Linked DNA regions of Mustela erminea: region 1 is linked to region 2. Evidence: chromatin contacts called from public Hi-C data. All regions are on one chromosome and are shown on one strand. The core of a region is the stretch at or near the end of the contact, and the rest is flanking DNA. Distances in the headings are between cores, read along the strand shown.

Evidence for each region. A called contact is a pair of places that touch in the nucleus more often than the background predicts.
Region 1: a contact with region 2 is called in a Hi-C map of spleen, with 2.2 times the contacts expected there. The contact joins the promoter of SEH1L here to the promoter of PSMG2 in region 2. A contact is called at or near these places in 2 of 3 Hi-C or Micro-C datasets (skeletal muscle and spleen).

Annotation. Positions count from the first base shown.
Region 1 is chr13:60,900,409-60,907,125 of mMusErm1.Pri, forward strand. It overlaps SEH1L (nucleoporin SEH1), which reads left to right and starts at 4,793. Exons shown (of 9, transcript XM_032311499.1): 1 at 4,793-5,059. The coding sequence starts at 4,949.
Region 2 is chr13:60,658,368-60,665,602 of mMusErm1.Pri, forward strand. PSMG2 (proteasome assembly chaperone 2) reads left to right here and starts at 5,011. Exons shown (of 8, transcript XM_032310346.1): 1 at 5,011-5,210. The coding sequence starts at 5,154. CEP76 (centrosomal protein of 76 kDa) reads right to left here and starts at 4,774. Exons shown (of 13, transcript XM_032310343.1): 1 at 4,510-4,774; 2 at 3,280-3,435; 3 at 2,157-2,238; 4 at 1,294-1,518; 5 at 1-122. The coding sequence starts at 4,572.

The DNA of each region.
Region 1 (6,717 bases), core at 3,543-6,042, 240 kb after region 2:
GGGGCTGGATCCCAAGACTCCAGCATCATGACATGAGCTGAAGGCAGGTGCTTAACTGACTGAGCCACCCAGTTGCCCCTACATAAACTTGTATTTCAAACATTTCTTCCTTCTTTCCTTCCTTCCTTCCTTTCTTTTAAAGATTTTACTTATTTGGGAGAGACAGACACAGACAGAGAGTGAGCAGGGGGAGGGGCAGAGGGAGAGGGCATAGACTCCCTGCCAAGCAGAGAGCCCAACACAGGGCCTGATCCCAGGACCCTCAGATCATGACCTGAGCTGAAGGCAGATGCTTAAAAGACTGAACCATCCAGGTGTCCCTCCAACATTTCTTACAATAAATAGTATTACAATAATTATGTAAGAAATGGCGAAGAGAATGAGAAGATAAGCCACAAAGTGAGAGAAAATATGTGCAAAAGACACATCTGATGAAGGACTATTATCCAAAATTCACCAAGAACTCTTAAAACTCAAAAATAAAACAAAAACCTGGTAAAAAAAATCAGGGGTGGGAGGAGGCAGAAGACTTGGACACCTCATCAAAGAAAATAAACAGACAGAAAATAATCATATGAAAAGATGGTCCATATCATATGCCATCAAAGAAATGCAAATTAAAACAATAATGAGATACCACTACACACCTGTTAAATGATGAAAATCCAAAACACGCCACCAGATGCTCGTGATGATGTGGAGCAACAGGAACTCTCATTCATTGCTGGTGGGAATGCAAAATGGTACAGGCAGCTTGGAAGAAAGTTTGGTGGTTTCTTGCAAAACTAAACAGATTTTTACCATAAGATACTTCAATGAAAGTCCTTGGTGTATGTCCAAAGAATTGAAAATTCATGTCCACATAAAACCTGCACATGGATATCTATAGCTGCTTTGTTCATAATTGCCAAAACTTAGAAGCAAACAAGATGTCCTTTAGTAGGTGAATGGATTCATAAACTGTGGTACATCCAGACAATGAAACATTATTCAGAGCTTCAACTATACTTCAAAAAAATAAAGTCAGCTATACATTAATAGAAAAATATTATTCAGTGCTAAAAAAAAAAAAAAGAGCTATCAAGTCCTAAAAAGATGTGGGGGAAACTTATACATTACTAAGTGAAAAAAGTTGATCAGGGAAGGCTATGTACTCTGGTTACAACTTTATGACATCCTGGAAAAGAAAAAACTTGGTGACGATTGATCAGTGGTTGTCAGGGGTTGGGGGAGGGTGAGATGAATGGGCAGAGCACAGAGAATTGGTAAGACAGTAAAACTATTCTGTATGATACTACAATGGCGGGTATATGTCACCATGCATTTGTCAAAACCCATAGAATATACAATATACCTTTACCCAGAGTAAACCTCAAGGGAAACTATAGACTCTGGGTGATGGTGATGATAATGAGTCAGTTATAGTTCACCAATTATTACAACTGTACTACTGTGTTGCTAGCAATTGATAGTTGCTAGCATCCATTAACACTACTGTGTATGGGGGTAGAGAAGGCTTGTATATGAGAACTCTATGTATTTTCTGCTCAATTTTACTGTGAACTGAAAGCTACTCTAATAAATAGTCTTAAAAAAAATCTCTTGTATTTCACCTATTCAACCCTCCACCTGGATAATCTCTGGCAAATATTGATCTGTTTACTGTCTCTGAGCTTTAAAAATGTTTTTTAATTAAAAGATATATTTTTAAAAATTTTATTTATTTTATAGAGAGACAGAGAGAGAGAGAGGAAAGGGAGCATGAGTGGGGAGGAGAAGGAGAAGCAGGCTCCCCGCTCAGCAGGGGGCCTGATGTGGGGCTCCATCCCAGGATGCTGGGATCATGACCTGAGCTGAGGGCAGATGCTTAACTGACTTAGCCACCCAGGCGCCACTAATGTATTATTTTTAAAATTAAAAAAATTAATTAACAAATAATGTATTACTTGTTTCAGGGGTACAGGTCTGGGATTCATCAGTCTTATATAACGAGCACCCGGTACTCATTACAGTACATACCCTCCCCAATGTCCTTCACCCAGGTAGCCCATCGCCCAACCCCCTTCCCTCCAGCAATCCTCTTTGCTTCCTAAGATTTTTTTTCTAAGCGTCTTTTCATGGTTTGTCTCCCTCTCTAGTTTCGTCTTGTTTCATTTTTGCCTCTCTTCCCCTATGATCTTCTTTCTGCCATGTTTATTAAATTCCGTAACTCAGCGAGATCATATGGTAATTGTCTTTCTCTGACTGACTTATTTCATTTAGTGTAATACCTTCTGGTTCCAGCCCTGTCATTGCAGTGGCAAGATTTCATTTTTGATGGCTACATAATATTTCTCTCTCTCTCTCTCTCTCTATGTATACACACACACACACACACACACACACACACACACACCCCCCCCACATCTTCTTTATCCATTTATCTGTCAATGGACATCTAGGCTCTTTCCATAGTTTGACTATCATGGATATTGCTGCTATAAACATGTGTGATGCACAGGCACCCCTAATTTAAAGAATATTTTTAAAAAGTTTTAGACCTTTTAGGGACACTTGGCTGGCTCAGTCAGAAGAGCATATGACTCTTGATCTCAGGGTTGTGAGTTCAAGCTCCACATGGGGGAGAGTGATTACTTAAATAAGTAAAACTTCAAAAAGTTTTAGAACATTTCTAAATTGATTGAATTTTGTGAGTACTGCTTTTGGAAATGAGTCTCTTCAACCTTAAAGCAGTCACAGCTGTTATTAGTAATCATACTGGCAACTCACAGATTTGGAGTCTGTTAAACTGTCAGTAACATCTTACTTTTTCTTTTCTTTCTTATTTATTTATTTATTTATTTATTTTTGAGAGAGGGGGTGTGGTGGGGGAAGAGAAGAATCTCAAGCAGGCTCCATGCTCAGAGTAGAGCCCAACATGGAGCTCAAACTCACAACCCTGAGATCATGATCTGAGCCAAAATCAAGAGTAGGATGCTTTACCGACTGAACCACCCAGGTGCCCCCAAATCTTATTATTTTTACTTTATTTTATTTTTAAAGATTTTATTTATTTATTTGTCAGAGAGAGAGAGAGCAAGCGAGCACAGGCAGACAGAATGGCAGGCAGAGGCAGAGAGAGAAGCAGGCTCCCTGCCAAGCAAGGAGCCCGATGTGGGACTCGATCCCAGGACGCTGGGATCATGACCTGAGCTGAAGGCAGCTGCTTAACCAACTGAGCCACCCAGGCGTCCCTATTTTTAGTTTAAAAAAAAAAAAAAAGAAAAAAAGAAAAGGCAAGCAAAAAAAAAAAAAAAAAAAAAATTCCAGAAAGGCTAAGTCATTTCTCCACCTCCCTCTGCAGGTTTCTCTGCAATCCATTGAAGGACAGCTGGGACTAATTATTTTGAAAACTTTCTAGCCTGCTAATCTCATTATGCCCCACATTCTTGTCATTTCTCATTCCTGGCCATAATCCAAAATATAAACCCTTTCTGCGGGCTTATTTTTGAGATTTTTTCCCCTATTTTCATTCTCCAAATATTCCACCATTTCCCATCCTCATTTTACCATAAGCCCTCTAGAATCCCTGATAAACAAAACACCCTAAATCGCTACACTCTCTGCAGAATAGAGGCATGCTCCTCTTTTCGAAAGTTCATGTTACAGCACTTCGCTTTCATGCAAGACCTACATCAGTACCTGTTTTTGTTAACAACGAAAAAATTTAAAGGGGATTTTTTACTTTTGCAGAAAGATCCAGTGTTTGTTTTGCAGCTAGCTGTCATAGAAGCAGCAGTAACCGTGAGCCATCAGCGGGAATGCAGAGCTTCTTCCCTGGGAGCTAAACAGCATCTGAACGTCAGACTGCCAAAGCTTTGAACTGTGTGTGTGAACATCTGTTGATTTATTTTTGTGCATCCATTAACAAGATGTGACCCTAAGGTGCTATCAGAAAAGCCCCAAAGTATTTATTTTGGGGGTCCGAAACGGCTTAAGAAATTTCCATGTAAACTTACGGTAATTGATTCTTCCTTTCTGCCATCTCATCTTAGTAAAGGTTTTATAGGAATGCTCTACTTTCAGATAGGCCAAGAAAATCCGTATTCCTCCACTTCCGGGCTTTGACAAAATCATTGATTTGAGGGCTCTTTTCCAGGGATCTCTTCCCAGGGTTTTTTTGTTTTGCTTGTTTGACTTATTTCTTTATTGAGAACTCTGGCTCCAGACATCTCAGACTTCCAGTTCGTTTTGGATACTGCTATTTTTTTTAGGTGACTTGAGTTTCTTCATAAAGAACTTTTGAAACTTCTAGTCTCCCATTGCCCGTATCTTGGTTCTTGACACCAAAAGCCTGTTCTGTGTAAACTTTAAACCATTTTGGTGACTTTGGATCCTTACCTTTTCTCTTCTTCACACCAGCTCTTCGACCTCCAAAATCCCTCGGTTTTTCCCTCTCAACTCTATCCCTCCTGCCTTTACGTTTCGGCTGAGTCTGGACTCCTCAGACATATTTCCACCCTTCCTTGCCCTTTAATTGTCCCGGAAAAGCGCCCCTCCGTCTTCACTTGCTCTGAGCCAGAGTCTGGGTTGGGGCTTAGACACTAACCAATACTGACTCAAATCCCACGGCTGTGGATGGTTTTTCTAACTTTCTCACTTTTCCCAATAATCATACTTTAACAACTAATTCTTTTAAACTTTATTACAGCACAGCAAAGCTCGGTCTCCTACGGCCTTACCGCCGTGGTACTTTTTTCAGGCCGCGCAGGCGCAGTCGCCCTCCCCGCGGCCTCTCGGGGCATGACGGGTAAAGGGGCGGGATGCACGGCTCCGGGGCGCGCGGGCCACGCGCCGTGCGCACCCTGTCGGCGGCGGGGTCCTGGTGGGCTGCAGTCTCCGCGCCGCCGCGGCCGCCCTCTTTGGTGGTGGGAGGGGCAGATCGAGGAGGCGCGGCCTGACGGAAGCCATGTTTGTGGCGCGCCACATCCCGGCGGACCATAAAGATCTCATCCATGATGTCTCTTTCGACTTCCACGGGCGACGGATGGCTACCTGCTCCAGCGACCAGAGCGTCAAGGTGTGCGCGGAGCCTTGGGGTGGGACCGGGCCCAGAAAGGGGGGGAAGGAGAACGTGCACGACTCCCTATTAGACCGGAGCGAGCCTCGCTTGGAAAGAGGACTACCCGCCGATTTTAAGGCGTGCCGCTGGGCACGAGGTTTGGAGCCCAAGGCGGGCGGGCAGCGGGTTTGCTCCGCCAGCCTTGCCTCAGCATTGTGGGTCATAGCCGCCCCCTTCTCGGGGTGGGAGGTAGCACGCTGCTTTGCGCCTGCGCGGACTGCGAGGGCGGGCGTCGTAGCCGCGTGCGCGCTCCTGCCACTGGGAGCCTTGGGAGCGCGCGTGTTCCAGCCCGCGCAGGCTTGAGTCCTTGTGGGCAAGAGCCGAGAGAACCCCAGCCTTGTCTGCGTGAGGGGCTTTTCAGACCGCGCGGGTTTGGGGGTGGTTGTGCTGTTACCACACTGGTTCAGCCAGGGGACCTGGCCTTGCGACTTGTCATGCAGTCCGTTTGCAGTGTTGTCTCAAGTGCTGTGTGCCTTGTCCCTGTCTTGGGGAGACGGGAAACTCATCTCTTTTCCCCGTGGAAGAAACCTAAATCCATGTTTGTTTCTTAGAGTTCGTGTGAATGAATGTACACGGCTCTGACAAGCAGGAATTCTGGGATAAGAGGATGGTATTTTGGGATTTAGGAGCTGTAGAGATTATTATACAGTAAATGATAGTAGTTTTGAAGTTGAAAGCTGGAGTGTGGATTGTTTGTATTCTCGACGACTCCAGAATAACTGAAAATCTGAAGGCCGTTTTTACTAGTTTTCACCGACAGGTTTGATACCAGCGATCCCTCAAAGATAGTTATTAATAACAACCTGCTTTGGGGCGCCTGGGTGGCTCAGTTGGTTGAGCGTGGGATTCTTGATTTCAGCTCAGGTCCTGATCTCAGTCAGAGTCGGCAGATGACCTGCATGGGGCTCTGAGCTCGGCGAGGGTCTGCTTCTCTCCTCCCATTACCCCCTCCCCTGTCCGCAGAAACACGCTCTAAAATACATACATACATACATACATACATATATTCCCTTTTGAAAAATCGTATCGTCAAATCCATGGAATAACTATAGCATTGTAATTCCTAAAAGGTTTTAAGTCACCTGAATTTTTTTTTTATTGTGTTAAACTGACCATCTCCAAGTGTATTTTATAGTTAACTGGCATAAAGCACAACATTGCCATTGTTGTGCAGCCATCACCACTATTCATCTCTGACACTTCCTTTTCATCCTAAACTAAAATTCTACTCTGTAACTTCTTCCCCACTGCCCCCAGCGCTTCCTTGGTCACTTCCAATCCTTTCTGTATAAATTTGACTATGCTGGGTATCTCATATAAATGTAACCATACAAGTTACCATGATGTTTTCAAGGTTCATCCATATTTAGAGCATGTACAGAATTTCATTAAGATTGAATAATATTGGAATGGCTGGGTGGCTTAGTAGATTGAGGGTCTGCCCCTTGGGCTCAGATCATTATCCCTGGTCCTGGGGCAGGACTGAATTTCCAGGTTGGCTCCTTACTCAGCTGGGGAGCCTGCTCTTTTATCTGCTTGCCACTCCTGCTGCTTGTGCCAGCACACTCGGTCTCTGAGAAATAAATAAAATCTTAAAAAAAAAAAAAGATTGATGG
Region 2 (7,235 bases), core at 3,761-6,260:
TTCGAGAAAATAGGATGCTACCAAAGTAGTCTCACCAAATATGTCTGTTTTGATTAGCACCATATGAACTGGATCACTTATTGATAACATTGTTGTTGAGTCAGCCATTCTAGTTCCATCACCTGGGAACATAAACCAAACAAATGCACATTACATATTCTGTTAGGATAACATAGAAGACTACTTTTATTACAAAGGATACTAATAATAAACTTATATTAAAACAAAAAAAAAATTTGGTTATGCCTCAGAAAGCATGCAACAGATTACTTTATAAAAAAATAGAATCCTAGGGTGCCTGGGTGGCTCTCCTAGTTAAGCCTCTCCCTTGGCTCAGGTCATGATCTCAGGGTCCTGGGATCAAGCCCCTCATCAGGCTCCCTGCTCAGCAGGGAATCTGCTTCTCCCTCTGCCCGCCCCTCCTAGCTTGTGCTTGCCCATGGTCTAATTAATTAATTAATCAGCTAATTAATTAATTAATTAAAAACCCAGTCTTTTTCACTGGGGACAAAAAAAAATTTTCATAATGTATTAACCATCTTAGCAATCTAAAATTCTGAAGGTATAACTCTGTAACTTTGCTACGTTTACAAATGTAAAGATTTCTATGTTGAAATAACCTATAAAATATATTTACAGAAATAATGTAAAACAATTATAGGAATCAAGTATACAATTTTAAAGTTATATAAAAGAGAGTTACAGATTCCCATCCTAACTTTTATTTTTGAAGGTTATAAATCTAGCTATCTTTCATATATAAGAGGGATTATGTCTCATTCTCCATTATAGCCTCAGCACTTTCCTAGCACAGGATAATGCACCTAACATGCACTTACTGATTCACTGACTTTAGAGACAGAGAGCATGCACACACAAGTGGCAGGGAGAGAGGAAGAGAGAATATCAAACAGACTCTGTGTTGAATGCAGAGCCCAATGCGGGGCTGGATCCCACAATGCTTAAATCATGACCTGAGCCAAAACCAAGAGTCGGATACTTAACCAACTGTGTCACCCAGGGCACTCCCCATAGGCATTTAAATGTTTACTACTAATGAAGAAACCATTAAGACAGTAAGAAAATAATCTTCACGGAAAATTAATTAGCAGAAAATAAAGAAGGTGGGTGGAAGTAATTCATATAAAAAAGAGCAGTGGAGAAAATAAAAGCAAAGTAGGAAGATCCATTCATTATAAATCTCTCCTTACAGCAAAAGTTGTAATGGTTGTTCTACAATAAAACCTAACAAAGATTTATTCAGTTAAGAGACAATTTATCATCACTCCTTACCTAAGCTTTCTCGGTGTACTTCAAGTAAAAAGCCATCATGAAAATCTGGTTCACAGGCACATGGAACAGGTTTAGAACGAAAACGTTGGTTTCGAAAATGTAAACATAAAGTAAAGGTTGAACAAACTTGTCCTGGTAAAGGCTCAGGTTCTTGTAGATGTTCCAAGAAAGCTTTTCCACCCAAAACCTGAAGGTAAAGATACCTCCGTGTTGGATCAATATTAGCTGTAAAGTGTAGCAATATATATGAGGAAACTGCCAAATAACTTAAGGAATGTGATCAAGACAATAGGAAATAATAACTTAACAGAAATAAAACCAAAGACTAAATAAAGAAAAAGAGTAACAAATTTACTCTGTACCAGGACCATTTACAACCAGGGAAGAAAACAAACATAATATAATATCTTTATCTGAGTTTATATATATCCTGGCTACTTTTTCCCAGCTAGAAAGGAGTCAGAACCAAGGCTTAAGAAACTTTCACTTTTTAGTTGCTTATCCAACCCTCCTTTACTGCCACAAACGAACTCAGACAAGTATAAACTCAGCAAGTGTACTTGTTAGGTAACTAGCATTTTAAAAAGCAAGGCTGTATAATGTTTGTAAAATAAATTATTAGAACAGAAGAAACAGGTGATGCTGTTTTTGTTTCCATTCTACGATACATTAAATCTTCTGACATACACACTTCACGCAAAATAGAATCTCAGTTTTTTTTTTTTTTTTTGGTAATTAACCACAAAAATGTTAAGTATTTCATTTGGGAAAGAAGTAATGTTTACTATCAAATACCAAACACAGCACATCAATATGTAATACTGGGCAAAACAAAAATCAATGTTAAAAAGAAATATACATACTTTTTTTTAACAACGTTGATTGTCTATCAGTAAAACAAACAGGTTGTTTTGGAGAGGAAGGTAGTTCTTGATCAACACTGTCCTAGAAAAGCAGGAAAAAAATTGAAAACAAATTAGAAAACAAAAATTAAAGCTAAGCAAGGAAATGTCAACAATGGGACTAAGAAGTAAATAAAAATAGATAGGATAAAGCCCCCTCAAGGAAACTCTTATTTTCTCAGCATAATTAAAATAATGAAAAGCCTGCAAAAAAAAGATGATGTGACTGGTCACACCTAAAATCTAATAAGGAATTTAACTGTCTTCAATGTCCACAGAACGCAAAAAACAAATCCTTAACATCTTAAACAAGGTTAAACTTTTTCTAAGCCTAATATGACATTTGGCTTATGATTATGAACTGATTATAATAAGGGAATGACATTCACACAGCAAAAGCTGTTACTGGGTCAATTTTTAAACAAATGGGTTTATAAACCTCAAAAACCAAAAAAGGAGGCTGTATTAAAATACTTATTCCCCAGTGTATTACGTAGTCCATCCAATTTTTACATTATATTACCCAGGCATTATTAGGTCACAGTGTCTCATTATTGCCTCATTTTCAAAAGAAGGCCTACTTACTAATTTGTGCACTGAGGCTATCATCCCACTACTGACCTATTTGTATAAAGAGATTTGAAGGTTCTTACACAATTATTTTCTTAAAGAAATGGATAATTTGTTGATCATAGAGAATGGACTTCCAAAAGAATGTGTTTATTTTAAAAATATGCCTAATCTTAAAAAAAATTATAGAATACTAGTGAAAAAGAACTGGGTTATGGTGAACTAATTTAACTGAAATATATACACTTAAAATTATAGACCTAGAGAATAACAACAGAAAATTCTGTCATTTTAGAGAGAAAAATATAGTATGTAACTCCAATCTCTCTGATAAATAATCCTACTTGCAACAGTCAAGGGTAGAGTTAGCTTATCCTTGAAGTAAGGATATTACTAAACAAAAATGGTCTTGTTTTAAAGTGATTTGACTAAAAAGAAACCCCAAATATGGACCTTATAAGCAGCACTAAGCATGGGAACAAACTCAAAATTTTTCCCTTAACAGATTACTCACAGTAACAAAATTAAGTTCTTTCATCACATCATCAATGATTCCCCGACGTCTAAGGGCTTTGATCAAATCTTCTGTTGATAACTGTTGTTGATCTGGTGCCAATTCTTCCCTTATTGTCTCAGCGAGGATTTCCCTTATTCTGCCATGGACATCCATCTATGTGGAAAACTCGCATTACAATTTACATTCATGAAGCCATCAAACATTGCCAATTAACTAATTTCTTTCTAAAACACCCAAGGGGGGAAAAAAAAGAGGGAAAGTGGATAGACAAAATTCAGGAAGGCTTCTCAAGCTAATAGTAAACGTAACATTGTCACTAGAAGTCAATGAGAATAAAGGCAAGACTTTTTAAAAGAAAAAAAATTTTAGGATGAATTTTTTTTTTTTGGTACAAATTCTAGAAATAATTTCTGCTGGTTATTTACGTACTACCTTTGTTACCCTTTCCCCACAAGTAACACTCAACAAAAAAAGACCTTTTGAAAGAGGGTAGTATGATCAGGAGACCACAGACTTGGAGCAGGAAATCAAGAGAATGAATTTCAGCCTTGAACTTATTAGAGGTGACACTGAGTCAACTTTTTTACCCTTTATGAATCTGGAAAAAGTAGTGCCCTACCCAGATTACTGTGAGGCTTAGGTAAAAGATGCTAAACACTTACCACAAAGCCTTACATACAGGGGCACAATGAACGGTAGCTTTTATTACTTCAGCTTACTGCATTCAGCCAAGCACCTGAACAATGTCCTTGAACTCCCCACTATCACAAACACTTTCATTACAAGACTTTTAGTAACTTCCCTTTCGTGACTTAAGAACTGCTGATTTGGTTCAACTTCAAAGACACAAGTTTCATCCTTAAAGTAATTCTAATTGCTGAGTTCTGAATATCCACCTGCTCCAAACACAACTTGTACTGGATCGGATACCCAGTAACCGCAGGATGAATGCTCCGGCGGCACAGCTGTGCTCTCTCTCTGCCGCGTTCCGTCACCTCAAACTCTCACCAGCACCTGTCCGCATTGTTCTCTTTCACCAAGGCTAGGAAGCAGCCCTGGGCTGCGACCCCGGACCCCGTCCAGCCCGCGCTCTGTGCCCCAGAGCCTGCGCTCGCGTCCCACGCAAACATGCGCCGCCGTCGACCGGATCTCGGGACGCCAGGCTGGGCGCTCAGGACCAAAGGCGGCCAGAGAGGCCCCCGGTGGCCCGGCGCCCGCGGCCCTCACCTTGCTCAGCTGCTGGTGGATGAGCTGCTTCAGCTCCGAGGCTTTCTCCGGAGGCAGCGACATCTTTGGGGCCGGCACCTCACCGCGCTTCTCCCCGCTTCGGGCGCGCCCCAGCCAGCCCCGGAATGCCAGTCGCGGCTGAGGAGAGCCGGCGCGCCTGCTTGGCCTCACGCAGCTCCCGCGGGGGCGCGACGCCGCGTCAGGACCGGGGCTGGGTGGGAGCCGAAGCAGCGGCGGCGCTCAACTGTTGCTTTCAAACGGCGCGGACTACCAGGGCTCGGGCTGCCCCCCTTCCTGCCTGATCGCCTCCGCCTGCCGCATCCCTCTCTGGGGGTCCGCAACCCGCGAGCTCAGCGCTCCCCACCGTCCTGCCCTGCCAGCGTCTCCGCAGGCACTGCCCGTCCCCATCTTTCCTCCGGTCGCGGGCCCTTTGCGCCCTGCGGACGGGCAGAGATGTGGACGGACCCTTTAGGACCCCACGCCGAGCGCCTCGGCGGACCCCGCCCCGCCCCGCCCCGCCCCCGTCGCTAGGGACTCTGGGGACTCCAACGCACCTGCGCGGCGCGGCGTTCGCGGTTTCGCTTTTCCGGACCTTCGTTTCTGCCGGCGCCGAGCTCGCCCGGTTCTCCCACATCTGTGCGACCATGTTCGTTCCCTGCGGAGAATCGGTCCCCGACCTCGCGGGCTACACCTTCCTAATGGTGAGTCCCCGCTTTCGCGAGCACCGCGTGCCGGGCTTGGAGTGCTTCCCCTCGAGAGGTTTCTGAGGTGGCTCGCCACCGCGAGTCCAGGTGTTTCACCAGCCCTGGGACAGAGGGCGGTCTTTGCTTCTGTCTCAGGTTTGCAGCCTGCACTGCAGACAGGTGGTCGCTGGATGCGGCGCTATCACCATACGTTTCTGAGACTGGGGCTTGTAGTCTTCGTTGACTGTGAAACGTAATGTGTTTGGTTGTTTCAGGTAACGTTGTGCATAGGTACGGGCCATTTTCTTTTCATTATATCTTAGAAAATCTTTCTTCAGCTAGTAGCAGAGCCAGTCGTAAGCTTGCAACACTTGGTCACTAACTAGGAAACTACAAGTGAGGTAATAAAAGTTATCCTCGTCAGCAGCTAACATAACGGTTTTACTGCTCCTAAAATTGCCCATATTCCGTCACTGTTTCAATAAAGATTGTGTAATGTAAAAATATCAAATAAGACTAGGTCTTTGTCCTCAGGAGGTGTGCAGTCTAGTTGGAAACACACGTAAACCAGTAAGGGCAATAAATGCAAGGATAGTACTTTGAAAAGGGTACAGAAGAACCCTAGGACTTATTGGGAGGGGGAGGGACACAAGGACCTGTTAAAAGTTTTATGTGTGGAATCCGGGGGCGGGGCAAGGGGGGGAACCTCATAGACACAGAGAACAAATTGATGGTTGTCAGAGGCGGGTGAGGACAGGGGCTGCTTGAAATGAAATAAAGACAGGGAAAAGGTACAAATCCCCAGTTATAAATAAGTCTTGGGTGTCAATTGTAGGGCGTGGTGTCTATACTAAACAATACTGTATTGTGTGTATTTGAACCTTGCTAAGAGAGTAGATCTTAAAAGTTCTCATTACAAGAAAAATTTGTATCTGGTTGATTAATGTTAAGTAAACCTATTGTGGTAATCTTTTCACAATATATACATGTATCAAATTGTGTTATATACCTAAGACTGATAAAAATGTTAATGTCAGTCATATCTCAGTTTTTTAAGTGATGGTAATCACTTTTGGGCAATTTTCACCTTAATGGTGTATTCAAGAAATGTGAATGAATATTAAAATTAGTGTATGATAAGGTATTGAAAAGGGAAATTTTATGTAATTTCAAAATATCTCCCTGAAAAATATTTATTTATCACAAAAGGGAAAGGTATCCTTGCAGGAGATGAAACATGTAAGTACTATATATTCCCATGTTTACTTTGGAGTAGAGACTTGACATCAGAGTGAGGCAAAATTGAGTCCCTGATGTCAGGAAGTTATCTTAGGACAAGGAGAAGGGGGTGTGGGCGTGCTCTGAGAACTGGTACAACCTGCATGGGGTCTTAGGCTCATTCTCTCAGGTAAGGATATCAGGGTCTTGCCTGTTCATAGGCTGCAACCATATCAGTGGACCTTGAGTCCAGACTTCTGCAGAGACTGCTAGTAAGATACCTGGCAGAAGAGAAAGATTTGTAGGGAAAGTAATGTCCAAAGAATTATTGGTGGTAACCTTGACAGCAATAGACTGGTGAAGGAAGGGAAGCCATATTGGAGTAGTTTGAATAAGTGGAAGAAGGGATGGAGACTTGTATATGTACGTATTTGTTGATCAATTCAGAAAAAAAGTTCCTGGTTGCCTGGGTGGCTCAGTTGGTTAAGCAACTGCCTTCAGCTCAGGTTATGATCCCAGAGTCCTGGGATCGAGTCCCACATCGGGCTCCCAGCTCCGCGGGGAGTCTGCTTCTCCCTCTGACCTTCTCCTCTCTCATGCTCTCGCTCTCTCTTACTTTGTCTCTCTCAGATAAATGAATAAAATCTTAAAAAGAAAGAAAGTTCCTGCTTATGTTTTAGTGGACAGCTGAGGAATTTTGAGTTCAAAGAGACACCAAGAAGTGAGGTGGTAGCTAGGGGAATATGTGGGATCAAAGGGAGGGTATTTCAGAAGAAAAGATTACAACATGTGTGTATATGCTGATGGGAAGAATCCAATAGTGAA